2 separate regions of the Rattus norvegicus genome follow, and region 1 is linked to region 2. Evidence: chromatin contacts called from public Hi-C data. All regions are on one chromosome and are shown on one strand. Each heading gives the region's core, a stretch centred on a gene start, on an enhancer-like site or on the middle of the called end of the contact. The rest is flanking DNA. Distances are from core to core; before and after follow the strand shown. Region 1 overlaps Rasgef1b (RasGEF domain family, member 1B). Region 2 overlaps Rasgef1b (RasGEF domain family, member 1B).

Region 1 (2,816 bases), core at 54-2,553, 180 kb before region 2:
ATGTTAATGTAACAGCTCAGCTCTCTATGACAGCAGGTGACTCAAACTTACTGTACAAGGGCACAGTGTCGACTCTGCGTGAGGCTGGTTAAAACACAGTCAAGATACAATTGCTGTGAGAGACAGTATATTGTAACATTAATCCTGTATTCAATTCATTTGCATGCCAGTCGGGTAACCAACCGTCCTGCTTGGCCTGGGACCAGCCAGGTCTCAATATTGAATTTCATGATGTCTTAAAAAACAAAACAAAACAAAACAAAGGTTTTTTTTTCCTTTATTTTACGTCGGTGAGTGGGTGTTGGCACAATGCTCCTGTGGAGGACACAGGACACTTTGTAGGAGTTGGAACTTTCCACTGTGTGAGCTCTGGACATCAGGCTAGGAGCAGGTGCCTTTACTATGGGCTCTCCTTCCTGGCACTAGGGCAAAGCTTTGGATGTGGGTTAAAAGGTATGGTTGAGGGGCTGGGGATTTAGCTCAGTGGTAGAGAGAGCGCTTGCCTAGGAAGCGCAAGGCCCTGGGTTCAGTCCCCAGCTCCGAAAAAAAGAACCAAAAAAAAAAAAAAGGTATGGTTGATCTCCTAAATTGAGACATTACTAAAAAAAAAAAAAACAAAAAAAAAAAAAAACAAAAAACTTGTGGGTCCTGGAGAAGGCATTAACAAAAGCCATTGAGGACAAAACAGAAGGTGGCTGCCATCTAGAAGTGACGACCGAGGAAGGCAAGGCAGACGGCATCAGAGGTCTAGATACGAAGTCCTCACAGAGACGCCCAGTCCTGGGACAGAGAGGTACTCACCACAGGTGGGATAGGCTGGGAAAGTTGCCTGCCTTTCATAAGTACAGGAAGGAGTTAGCATCGGATTTTGTCAGGGTAGGGTCACCTGACTTCATTTTTAAGTATTTTTAAGCTCTTTAGGATCTCTGGAGGATATTAAGTCTCTCTAAAATTAGGTTGAAGATCTATTTTTGATCTTCTACCAGAACTAGATTGAGTAAAAATCTCGAGGTGGAGATGGAGTCCGGTTGGCACAGTGCTGGCCTGGCAAGTAGAAGGATCTCGATTTTACCCCTAGTGTTCACAAACTGGAACACAGGAGGGTCAGAAGTTCAAGGACACACTCGTTTATATAGGCAAGTCAAGGCCAGCCTGGGAGGAGAGAGGACGAGGTGGTGGGGTAGGATGTATATTAATATAATCTTAATAGAACAATTAGAAAGGGCACAGGCTAACAATGACCTTGCCTGTACTCTGCCCTGATGCCACAACACTTGGCATACAGCAGGTGCCCAGTGTTTAATTAGTAAATATGTGAGTTAAAATATTACTGCTTTTTTTATGTGTTAGGTTTAAGCCCTAAATTTACTTTCCCTGAATAGTTCCTCTCTTCTCAACCAACCTACCGGTAAGCCTGAAGTAATTATAGATCAAATGGACGGACCGTGGCTTGTCCGTTGGCTTCAGACTAAAGGTATCCAAGGCCAGACTATACCTGCTGTTTCAAAGACACACTTTGTATGCCTTTGCGTTCGTTCTGTGCCCACGTGTTAAGTGGTCTAATACCTAAACTGCGGTGAGACATGTCTTTGCTTTAAGCCCTGAGTGTTAGGATGGTCCGGCTCTAAAGAGGGGTTGTGGAATGACCAATATTAAGAAGGCACGGAGTTGAGGTCTGACAATTCCAGTGTTTGCATTAGGGGACTTCTCCCCTCCTACTCTTGGCAGAACCTCCCAGCACTTTCTCCCTTCTGACCACTCCCCTTTCTTGACCACTCCCCTTTCTTGACCACTCCCCTTTCTTGACCACTCCCCTTTCTTGACCACTCCCCTTTCTTGACCACTCCCCTTTCTTGACCACTCCCCTTCTTCGAAAGCTCCAGGCCTTGACCTCAATGCCTACATCAAGGACCACCCCCGGCCCCCACCTCACCTCTTCTTTTTTGTCATGAGATCTCCTTTTTTCTGTTGCTACTTCTGGCCCCGCTGCAGTTTTGAAAGGAGTAAAAAACTTCAGCCTGCCCGATGACTATCTCTCCTCACTGACGGCACTCATGTGATTTACTTCAAGGTCAGTGCATTTCCCGTGTCTGGGGTGATAGGCAGCGGAGGAGTCCTTCCTTTGCTTCACAATGGACAACGGTTCGCTATGTTTAAGCAATTGGAATCCTCAAGTTTACCTATTTTTTTACATTTTCTATACATAATAACTCAAATGAGTAGATCATTTACCTGTGGGGAAAGGGACCTGCCTAAGTTGTCCTCTTCCAATGGCTTTCCTCAGACGGTTCTGCACATACAGGATGAACTTTCAGAGCCCACAGATAGAGTATTAATAACTGCTGTTTCCGTCCCTTTTTTAAATTATTTTTATTTTTCGCTTACGTGTGCGTGCACGCGCGCACACGAGTGGTGCTACCCTCAGATGACAAAGAAGGGCATCAGATCTGTGGAACTGGAGCCACAGGAGTTGGGAGCCACCGTGTGGGTGTTGGGAACAGGACTCAGGTCCTCTGCAAGAGCAGCCAGAGTTCTAAACTGCTGAGTCATCTCCGCAGCCCTCTGGAAATCTCCTGACATTACTTTAATCTTCAGTTGCTACATAAAAATCTTTAAAAAGTCGCCACAGACTAACAGATCACAACAGTTAACAGGAACAAATGTAACTTTCTGCACTTCAACTGAATTCTATAGGAGATTTTTAAGGACAATGTTACAATCCCTGGTGGCAACTTGACCTGCTTGTGGGACCCAGCCTTGTAATCCCTTTAGCACTAGGATGTTTTCTTCCCTGTATCAGCTAGAGTTCTCTGAGG
Region 2 (2,700 bases), core at 51-2,550:
TGAAAACAGCATAAACAAACAAAAATAAGAAATATTTAAGGTAGAAGTGGTTCTTGTGTTGAGCCCCTATCTAACTAACTTATAAAGGGAAGGACACTGACATATACTGAGGAAAGACTACAGAGAAGACAAATGACTGTTAGCCAAAGAGAGAGGCCGTGGAAGTCAGCAACCTTGCCCACACATTTATTTCAGATTGCCAGAATCCTCTAGAACTGAGAGGCCATCTCTGTCTGCTGTTTATGCTACCAGGACTGTGGTATTTGTTCTGGAGGCTCCATCAAAGCTGTTCAGTGAGCATGAGCTACTCTAGTGTCCCATGACTGATCACAGAAGTAGTGTAGATGGTGGGAGGCTGTGGAAGAATGGGCCCAACTCTTCTTGGGGTGCTACCATTTTCCCTTAAGTTAGAGGCCAAGCTAAAGCTACCTCACGTAGTGTAATTGGTCTCTGTTTTTAATGCACGCTGTAGTGATTTCGTCCTTGTATAATTTATGAATTTATATTATTGCTATGCGTGTGTGTTATTGATATAAATACTATTAGACTTCATCTCTCACATGAACGGTCAAACATGTTGAAACAACAAAAGAAGGACTCTTTCTCACAGCAGTTGGAGAAACTGCATGTTTAATAATTAATTATACAGCATTTTAAGTTCTCTGAACATTCTGAATACAGATCGAACTATAAACTAAACAGACGGAAAACCTAGAAGAAACTCATCCCCGTCACTAGGAATTGTTTGTAGATAGAAGCAATTAATAAATGAAAGCCGGATGAATAGATGGTGCTTACATCAGGTGACAGTGATGTCTATAAATCACCAGGGAGTAAATAGTTCAGGCTTTGGGGCCACATGGCCAGGTCTCCTGTCACAGCTACCTCCCCATAGCCCCAGAGCAACCAGTCCATGGATATATGAGTGGGGAAGGCTGTGTTCCAGAAAAAAAATGTACAACAATCCAATTTTATCACTCTGTCGGGGGTCTGCAGTATTTCCCTGACCAAATTCTTTTCTCACACTCGATTTTCTCCAACATTTAGGGCAAGCCACACATCAGAGTCCAGTATGCTCCACAGTGTGAGGCTGACGGGTCTGTCATCCTATTTCTTCTTACCACACAGAGACAGCTTCTATTCCAATACGCTGATGATTATTTCCAACGTCCAGGCTCCTAGACCCCTATGTCTTCACTTTGCTCCCCTATCTTCTGCCACACTGCTTATCCTCAGTGCTGTCCTCAAATTCTACACTGGTCAGCCTTTGACCCCGTCCTATCATGCGTGTGCTCTCTCTACTCTGAACCTCAAGTTGGCCTTTTTCCCAGTTGGCCTTGTTATTACTAAACCCAGATTCACGTTAGTCAGTTCCATGGCTTCTTGTAACCTTCCATAAGACCATGAACTTCTGGAGAGCAGAGCTTCCATAAGACCGTGAACTTCTCCAGAGCAGAGCTTGTACCCCTTCCATTCCAACCATCTGGCAACAGCTCAGACACTCTACAAACTCAATAAACCCTTCATGGACTCACTGAGTCCTGCCACTTGAATCTGATGCCCTGACACAGAAAAAGAAAGAAAAGCACAGACTGGTTCAGTTCCAAAGGAATCCGATTACTTGTGGTCTGTGGAATATTAGTCCAGTCTGATAAAAATTGAATAACCTTTGCTACTGATCCTGAAAAGCACCTTGAGAAGCCGGAATTCTTGGAGCCCACTGTCTCTTTAATTAACTTTGGCCGGGGAGCAGAAGCTTCCTCCTCCAGTGCTAAGCTACCTGTTGTATTCCTGAGGCCTTGCTTACAGCGAGGTTCGTTAGGCCTGCAAGTGAGAGGGGATTTTCGACTCAGCCACGTCCTGGGAGCCTGCCTGCAGTGCAGAGAACACCATGAGACTGGGGAGATAAATAAGACATGAGCTGCCTTGCTACCTGGTAGTTAACAGTCTAGTCAGGGAGACAGACACAGATCCAAGGTCTGCAATAGAACGTGGGCAGTGGGAAGGGTTGCAACAGGACAGATGGTGCGGCACTGCCACCGAGAGACAAATTAATTTTGATCGAGGCAAGGTAGTCTGGCCCGAGAGTCCTTGTGGAATGGATGGAATTTAAGCAGGAAGTTGGTAGAAAGAAAAAAAAATCTACGGCTGAACTTGAGATAGTGTGACCTCTGGCCCGCTCATTTATTAGGTGAGAAAGGAAAGACGAAGACAGGAACTGAGGGCTGGCTTATGTCTCGTGACCCGCTTGTTCCGTCGGTAATCAGCTATGTGTGACTCCAAGTTCTCACGAGAGGAAGAAAGTGATCTGGATGGCAGTGTCTTCACACCTAAGCATTGGTGAAAAATATCAGAGGCAGTGTTTAGTAGTCTGACCACACAAACGCCCCACGGCCATGGTGACCCCCAGTGGAAGCCATTGCCTTTGGTGGTTATCAAGGGACTTGATTTAGCTGCTAGCAAGATTGCACCTGCATCCTGTAACTAAAGATGTCCCAGCGCACACAGGCAAGCAGCTGAACAAAAGCTTGCAGTGAATTGGGGGATAAATCAGAGTGAGCTTTCAGCTCCAGGAAAGGAATCTTCTAGAAAAGCTCAACTTTGCTTCAAAAGAACAGCTCTGAGATGCAATCAAAAGGACAGTGATTTGCCCTAGAATTACAGGATGCGATTTTCGGCAGGGAGAGGCACGGGTTTCTC

Evidence for each region. Hi-C and Micro-C count contacts between places; a contact is called where the count stands out from the background.
Region 1: a contact with region 2 is called in a Hi-C map of kidney, with 2.4 times the contacts expected there. The contact joins two enhancer-like sites. A contact is called at or near these places in 2 of 12 Hi-C or Micro-C datasets (kidney and liver).

What each region holds. Positions count from the first base shown.
Region 1 is chr14:10,636,283-10,639,098 of GRCr8, reverse strand. The region is part of intron 3 of Rasgef1b (RasGEF domain family, member 1B); the gene reads right to left. Among named protein-coding and RNA genes, the nearest start is that of Prkg2, 230 kb to the left of the region's middle. Within about 2 kb of position 1,303, at least 5 of the 93 cell types and tissues checked have an H3K27ac peak or open chromatin away from gene starts, as enhancers often do. A contact at or near this core is called in kidney and liver, where this site is marked.
Region 2 is chr14:10,451,416-10,454,115 of GRCr8, reverse strand. The region is part of intron 2 of Rasgef1b (RasGEF domain family, member 1B); the gene reads right to left. Among named protein-coding and RNA genes, the nearest start is that of Rasgef1b, 290 kb to the right of the region's middle. Within about 2 kb of position 1,300, at least 4 of the 93 cell types and tissues checked have an H3K27ac peak or open chromatin away from gene starts, as enhancers often do. A contact at or near this core is called in kidney and liver, where this site is marked.